Regions from separate parts of the Gossypium arboreum genome. Here region 2 is linked to region 1. The links are chromatin contacts, called in public Hi-C maps. All regions are on one chromosome and are shown on one strand. The core of a region is the stretch at or near the end of the contact, and the rest is flanking DNA. Distances in the headings are between cores, read along the strand shown.

Evidence for each region. Hi-C and Micro-C count contacts between places; a contact is called where the count stands out from the background.
Region 2: a Hi-C map of leaf shows a contact between it and region 1, with 3 times the contacts expected there. The contact joins the enhancer-like site here to the promoter of LOC108467150 in region 1. A contact is called at or near these places in 2 of 5 Hi-C or Micro-C datasets (both in leaf).

What each region holds. Positions count from the first base shown.
Region 1 is chr2:6,035,721-6,039,708 of ASM2569848v2, forward strand. LOC108467150 (histone H3.3) reads right to left here and starts at 2,578. Exons shown (of 5, transcript XM_053023965.1): 1 at 2,268-2,578; 2 at 1,798-1,871; 3 at 1,623-1,699; 4 at 1,437-1,527; 5 at 922-1,345. The coding sequence starts at 1,869. The coding sequence ends at 1,175.
Region 2 is chr2:6,084,344-6,088,357 of ASM2569848v2, forward strand. No RefSeq gene overlaps it. Among protein-coding and RNA genes, the nearest start is that of LOC108467150, 48 kb to the left of the region's middle. Within about 2 kb of position 1,453, at least 2 of the 2 cell types and tissues checked have an H3K27ac peak or open chromatin away from gene starts, as enhancers often do. A contact at or near this core is called in leaf, where this site is marked.

The DNA of each region.
Region 1 (3,988 bases), core at 1,328-3,827:
TATCCAAGATACCCTAAAGTTCGGCATCAATTACTAAACACTTTTCTAAATAACAGTTATAGCCAAGACACCCATTCCCATTCTCATCACAAATTACTCCCCCGAGAACTACATTACCTAATTAATTTCCTTCCAAGGCTCATTGCGCTAAATTTGTTTTAGAAATAATGACCTATTCACGTTACAATTTAATAAAAAAAATTTAATTAACCATTTAATTACTCGTTTCTTTAATTTTAGAAGTTAAGTTTTTTATCAAAACATCTTAAAATGACTGAAATTTTTAACACTCTGAATCTCAACATTTGAAATTAATTAATTTTTAATATTTTGAAATATTATTTATTTTACAATTTTTAAAATAATTCTAAGAATTTTCAATATTTTAAAAATAACTAGTTGTTGATGTTATAGTTTCAACTTTAATTTTCGAATAATTTGAAAAAGATACAAATATAAATATTTAAAAATAAATAAATTAATTTGAAAGCTAAAATGATTTTTTTCCAAAGTTGGCCTAAATAAGTAATTATACATTTTTCTAATATCTCAAATTATTAAATAAGAAGTATCTTAGGTAAATATAGAATCAAATTCAAATTCTTGGAACCAAAAATTTCACCTTAAATGCCACTTGTAAGCACAAAACATCTTGAGCCTCTTAACAAAAGCACCAATATCATTTCTTTATTTTACGCTGACCACAGTAATAAGATACGCTGAAAAACACGCGTCCCACTTTTCCCATGGACACATTTTCATTACCGACCTGGTTCAATCGCTCTTTCCGGCAGGTTTACAAATTTAAGCCCATAAATTTAAACATGCCCCCTCCAAAATATTCTCTTCACGGGCTGATTCCACAACACGACTAAACAAGATTTGCTTTTCAATATATGAATAAATATTCGAAGTCACTAGTTTTGATCAGGAAGCACATTTAAACAAACTATACCAGACATGAGTTCTTAACCATTAAAATATCAGACATCACACTCTCCACCATAACCCCATTTCATCATAACATTGAACCTCAGCACTAAGATAAACCTATCTTTTAATATTGGCCTAAAAGAGGAATAAAATTAAACATAAAAAAAAATAGTACAATACATCTGCTTAACAACAAACAATAGTTTCTCCATTCTAAGTAAGTGATCAACACACTTGGAAATTAAGCACGCTCGCCCCTGATCCTACGAGCCAACTGGATGTCCTTGGGCATTATAGTAACACGCTTGGCGTGGATCGCACACAGGTTGGTGTCTTCAAAGAGACCCACAAGGTATGCTTCTGCAGCTTCCTGAAGAGCAAGAACGGCATGGCTCTGGAAACGCAAATCAGTCTGCAAACAAAGATCATATCAATGATTGTCAACCAAAAGACAATACCATCAATTGCCAAGGAATTGACACAATAATAGAGATATTCCGTACCTTGAAGTCCTGGGCAATTTCACGAACAAGCCTCTGGAAAGGCAATTTCCTGATAAGAAGCTCAGTACTCTTCTGGTACTTTCGAATTTCACTGTAAAAATGAATTACAATATGTTAAAAACCCATAAAACGAAACACCCACACTCATAAGAACAAGAACAATGTTTAGAAAATATGAAAGAATACCGAAGAGCAACAGTTCCAGGACGGTAGCGATGAGGCTTCTTCACACCACCGGTGGTTGGGGCAGATTTACGGGCAGCCTGTTATACAACAGAGATATTTCAGAAGTTAATTACAGAACAAGAAAGCTCAAATTTGGTAAACCGTATAATGTTTTGAATGCAATACAATGAATCACCTTGGTAGCAAGTTGCTTCCTTGGAGCCTTCCCACCAGTCGACTTACGCGCAGTTTGCTTGGTACGGGCCATCTCTGCAAAGATATGAATAATTTCAGAAGACAATTAAAAAATATAAAACTAGTTACATTTTCTCATGAACTACCAAACATAACACAGAAAAGCCAGATCTTAGATAATTACTGTATAATTCCCAAAAGCCCTAATTTTCAAACTAGAAAACTTCTAAGCCAAAAAAGAAAATCAGAATAATAATTAAAACAGAAGTCGAAGGTCCTAAATGAACTCAGAACAGAATAAGAGTGCCCTAATTATAAATAAATTCAACCTTACCTCCCCTATTTCCCTAATTCAACTTACACAACATGAAGTACAAAAACAAAATAGAAGAATCAGAATTCACAAACCCTAATTTATTATAAAAATAAACAAATAAATAAAAGCTAAGAGAGCGAGAGAAGGTGACTAACTCTGAGATCTAAGACAAACGCTTTGTTATCTTCTGGATCAAACGTTCGAAAAGTGATGCAATTGAGAGCTATTTGTAGAAGGTTGCGGGGGTTGTTAATGAAGTTGATCTAACGGTTAGTATTTACTATCCGTGTGTTTCTTTTGTATGAAATCTGACGGTAAAAACTGCCACAAGTTGTGTTTTCTGAGAGGAGAAGGACGGTTGGGATTAGATTATAGAGGGAAGACACGGATCGTGATGGTTGAGTGCTTGATTCTTATTGGTCGACGAAAAGTTCTTTTTAGCTCTAATGTTTTATGTTTGGGAAAGGTTACGAAGATGTTATGAGAATTTAACACAAAATTAAAAGTAGAAAATTTTGATTTGTCACTGATGAATTTAGCATTTGCTTAAGAATAGGTCAATGTAATTGTCAAGGATGGGATTCGAATGGTAAAAACTACTTTTTCAGTCCATCTCAATTTCAATAATTAGCAAGTTAGTCATTCTTAAAAAATTAAAATTTCAAAACTTAAAAGAGCATAACAAAGCACATTGAAAATTAAAATGCTCTCAACTTCGCAAATTTTCGGCAATGTTGGGGAGGGTGACACTCACTCCAACGGTGATCGTAACACCCAAAAAGTGAGATTTAAAGAGTCTGTTGTTGACGATGAAAATTCTATGGCTGTGGATCCCGTGCCACAACAGATCGTGTAGTGGAAAGACAAATTACTAGGGAAACAAGATGATGTCACTAACTCAGTTCGGGCAGTGCCTTCTACCGCGAATGAAAATGAATTCGAGTTACTTGAAGGAGACATTAATGCATCAATCATTGATGGGATTCCTGCGATTGAGTTTTCGGATCGGGTCAAGGAAATCATTTTCAAATAAATGGAGTTGACAGTCATCGTTAAACTCCTAGGGCGAAACATTGGCTATAACACCATTTATAATTGCATTCTTTTTTTTTTGGAAGCTTGTGAATTCTATTCGGTTAATGGATATCGCTAACGGATATTTTTTTGTGAAATTTCAGGATCTTAGATATTACAACAAAACTCTTTCACAGGGTCCGTGGACAGTTTATGGCTAGTACCTGACCGTACAACCTTGGTCTAAGCATTTCAATCCAATGTAACCTTACCCGAGTATGGTGCTAACATGGATTCGATTGTCGAATCTCCCGAGCAATTTGTATAAACGGAAAATCATTGAGGCTATCGGAGGCCTTATTGGAAAGGTGGTTAAACTGGATTTACAAACTGAAAATCAGACCAGAGGCCGTTTTGCAAGATTAGCAGGTTATATCAATCTAGATAGGCCACTGATTTCACAAATATATGTTGACAGAGTTACTCAACGAGTCGAATATGAGGCCCTTCCGATTGTGTGTTTTGTGTGTGGCAAATACGGACATGTTAAAGATTTGTGTACTTCGGCTATGGCGAACCAAAAATTTGCGAATTTGGCGAACTCGGCAAATAATTCTCCCGAGTAGTCAACAGCCATGGAGGGATCTTTTCTGGCGGGGTGCTTGAACGAGGAAAAACCTGTATCAGTCACCAACCTGAATTTCGGGCCATGGATGCTGATGGAAATGAGGTCTTCTCGGCGAGAAAAGTGGGGAAACAAAACGGAGGCTCCGGCGAATCAGAATAAAGTCGCTATTGGTTTCAGATTTTCGGTGCTGTTAGAGGATGAAAATTTGGGAGTGAAATCGGGACAGTCTGCAGA
Region 2 (4,014 bases), core at 203-2,702, 47 kb after region 1:
GGCCCCAAAAAAGAGCTTGAACAAAAAATAAGCACCGTTTTTTAAACAGATTAAGTATTGGGTAGAATTTTTTGGCCCAGACCCCAATCAGCTATTTTGCTATCATGTAGCGATTATATTGCTACTATTTTGTTGTTATTGTTTAGATATTGTGTAACTCTTGTTTTATTGTTAATTTTGATACTATTTTAGAGACATTTGTTTACTAAGTTGCAACTATCTTAGTGTTATTTAAGTATTTCAACTTTTTTAAATGTATTTTCAATTTGTTAAGAAACAATTATTTTAACATTTTTAGTGTATTTATATATTATATTTTTAAAATTATTTTATATAAAAATAATCTAAAAAATTAATCTGGCGAACCAAATCATGCACAAATTTAACATTTTTAATCTAAATCGGGATTAGATAAAAATTTATGTTCATACACAATATTAATGGAAATGGAGAAAAATGAGAGGATTTAAAATTATATTTTAAGAATATTTTATGGGGGTTGAATCTTAAATCGAGTTATTATAGATATTTTATAATTGTATTACACTTCATTAACCGACAAAGGTTACGATCATGCCTTATTTGGCCTTGTGTTTAGGTTTTCTACTCATCTTCTTTGTTTTGGTATATGATTGATTTTACTTTGATTTCTTTTTCTTTTTCTTTTTATCTCTTTTGTATGAAACTAACGATTTATTTGTTGAAAAATGAAATTATTTTCAGCATATTACACGTGTGCAAACGATTGGACGAAAACTGGTCAATGATAAATGTCGGAATCCGCACGTTTAACACAATTGTGAAAAGTAGGAAGCATTTGACTAGGATTGTCTTGCAGATTATTTCAAATTCAACGAAATTGGCTGTAATCTTTTTGGGAATTTTGAACCCACTTTATAATACAAACATTTTTGTCTCGTGAATCCGTACATACATTATTTACATGCGACTCGAATCTAAATACTTTTGATCATCATATCATCACAAACCATTCTTTTAATATGAATTAATACGTAATTAAAAAGCACAATAAAATATAAACTTTTAAAATAGATATACGGTGTGAGTTATAATAATTGAATGTAAATGGTGGATGAAAAGTCAACATTCATGATATGCATGAAAAATGGAGAAAGACGTGAGCATAAACAAAAGACAACACCTACCTAAAACCTAATTTTGTGTTTCTTGGAAGAAATTGAAACACCCATAATCAAAAGGATAAATATATTGATTCAAGCTTTGTTAATTGCAAAAACATTCAATTCAATCCCCTTGATTCTGTAACAATAAAAAAAGAAACAATTAATTCACTCTTCCAATAACAAATCTCATACTTGATGAATGGGTAAGAAAATCCTTATCATTCTTCCCTTTGAAACGAAGCAACTTTGACCAAAATCCTTTCTTCTTCTTCCCCCCATTGTTAATAACTTCATCATCGTTTCTTGCAATAAAAGCAACCGATCTACTCTTCTTCAAGCCATTCGTATCAACGTTTACCGTGAAAGAAGAAGAACCCCATCGGTTTTCAACCGGAGAAAAAGATGACGACGAAGCGATTCTTAAGCTAGAATCTTTATATGAAGAAGATGAAGAACAAAGACGAGATAATCTTTCCCTTAAACATGATGGACAAACCCCTTGATTTTCTTGGTGATCTGGGTGCTTGTTGCATTTATAGCTTGATTTAGAGAACCCCATAATAATCTTTTTTTTTTTTTTGGAGTTTTTCGACTGTTGATGTCTTTTGGTTTGGTTTGGGTGGATATATATATAGACAACTTAGGGGTGGGAAACAAATTTCCTGTCGGTTTCCCAGAAAGTTCGTTCTATAAAGAAAACAGGGTTGGATTTCAGGTGGGTGAGTTAGGATAACAAATGTTTGTTTTATCGCCGTTGGATCAGTGTGGAGATCGTGTACATTGAAATGTTTGCAGTAGGCCGTGACGTTAGCTTTTACAATCCCCACACGTGCATTGAGAAATAAAAAATAGAAAAACTTAATATTAAAAAACAGCCATATGAAAAACACAGGTGTTGATGGTTACCGCTAGGCTAAACTAAAATTTTAAGCTTCTGCGTTAAGTTTTGGCCTGATTCGGGTTGAAAAATACGTATAGAATTTTGTTTAAATTTGATTCAAATAAAAATGTTAAAATTTAAGTTTGATTCGTTTTATTAAATTTTTATTTTGACATACATTATTCATAAATCAGATATTCATGTGTAGGAGTTTAATTTAAAATTAAATTTGTAGGTTAAAATATGTTTCAAGTACATGTATTTTTCATATATTTAAAATTTATTCTTTCTATATTTATAGGAATTTAATTTTTTATTTTCCGGCTTTAAAATTCATGTCCAATTGACAAATTTATTTTGCTAAATTCATAGATGCGACACTTTGGAATAACAAAATACTGCCTTGTAGTGTAATAATAATAATAATAATTTACATTGTAATGATCTTAAATTTAATAAAAAATAATGTTAATAATTAAACTTATATTTTTAAATTCTATAAATATAAAGAATAAATTACTCGAAATAAAAATAAAAATATTAAACAACATGTCTTAAATATATAGTAGAATATTAGTAACATAATATTACAAAAACACTTGAGAAAGTAAGAACATGTTACTAGTATAGAATATTTTTCTTTTAACCAACACAACAATTAGTTTTTTATTGTATATTTGATGGAAATTCTTTTCTTCCCGCAAGAGGAAAAAATTAGGATTTTGTTTATTTGTATTCGTAGATGAGCGTAAGACGTTACGTAATATGTATACATAACTAAAAAAGTTTAACTTTCTCATAATCCATGTAATCTTTGTGTATTTAAACTTTACCCACTCTACTATTTTTATTTGGTATATAATTATAGGTGTTTTCATTTGTTTTACGATCTAAGCATAATCCTATTCAGGTTGTTTTACGATCTAAGCATAATCCTGTTCAGGTTGAGAGTAATATTTAGGTAAAACCTTCTCAACAATGATAACTCCAGAATACGAATTTGGTTCAAGGAAGAAGTCTACTTCCACTTCATCCAACCACTTACTAGTAGTCACTCTACTATTTTGATTTAATAATTAGAGTCCAATGGACAACACTATAATAAAAATAACTTTATTAAATTGAATCATGTATCGACTTTTACTCTACTTCTATCAAACAATTTTAAAGAATTTTACAACTCTAAATTTAGAATCGAAAACTTTATAATCCTAAACTCTACATTTTTATTTGCTAATGTAGCCATCTATGCATGTAGTTTTGGCTACGAAACTATTTTTTATTTTAAAAATGTCACATATTCTAATTTAATAAAATTCCTTTGATTGATGTCATCAATTGGAATCTAATTATTAAATTAAAACAGTAGAGAAACTAAATTCTCAATATTAAAAATAGATAGATAAAATTTCAAATGTGCAAAGGATAAAGGTACCAAAAGCATAATTGAACCAATTAAAAGTATATTGGGTGGTGGCTTCTACAACGAAGCTATTAATATGAGTTGTGAAGCGTTGCCATACATATTGTTTAGGGCTACTTTTGTTGGAAAAAAAAATCTAGTTTAAAAATTATTTTCTATCACAACCGAAAATTAAAAATTTGAAAATCGAGTTGACTTGTGATGTTTATAACAATAATTATTTTTTATACGTATAAATAGATGTTCTTAACTTTCCACTAAACGACCTTCTTTGCTATTCTCGTATCATAAATCGTTTCGAGTGTGAGTTCTAATAATTACAAATCAAACACAGAACCAAAAATAATTTCTTATTTTCAGTATGAAAGTAATTCTCTCTCAATAGAGTAGAATTGTTATTCTTAGAAAATAAAATTTATAAGTAAAAAATAAATTTCTCACTATTTTCTGGTAGAATAACAATATCTCAAAGTTGTGAATTTTTAACTCTACTAGTGCCATCTATTTATAGAGAAAGATAAAAGAATCTTGGTTAAATTAGTAGAAAATAAATAATACTTATTTGA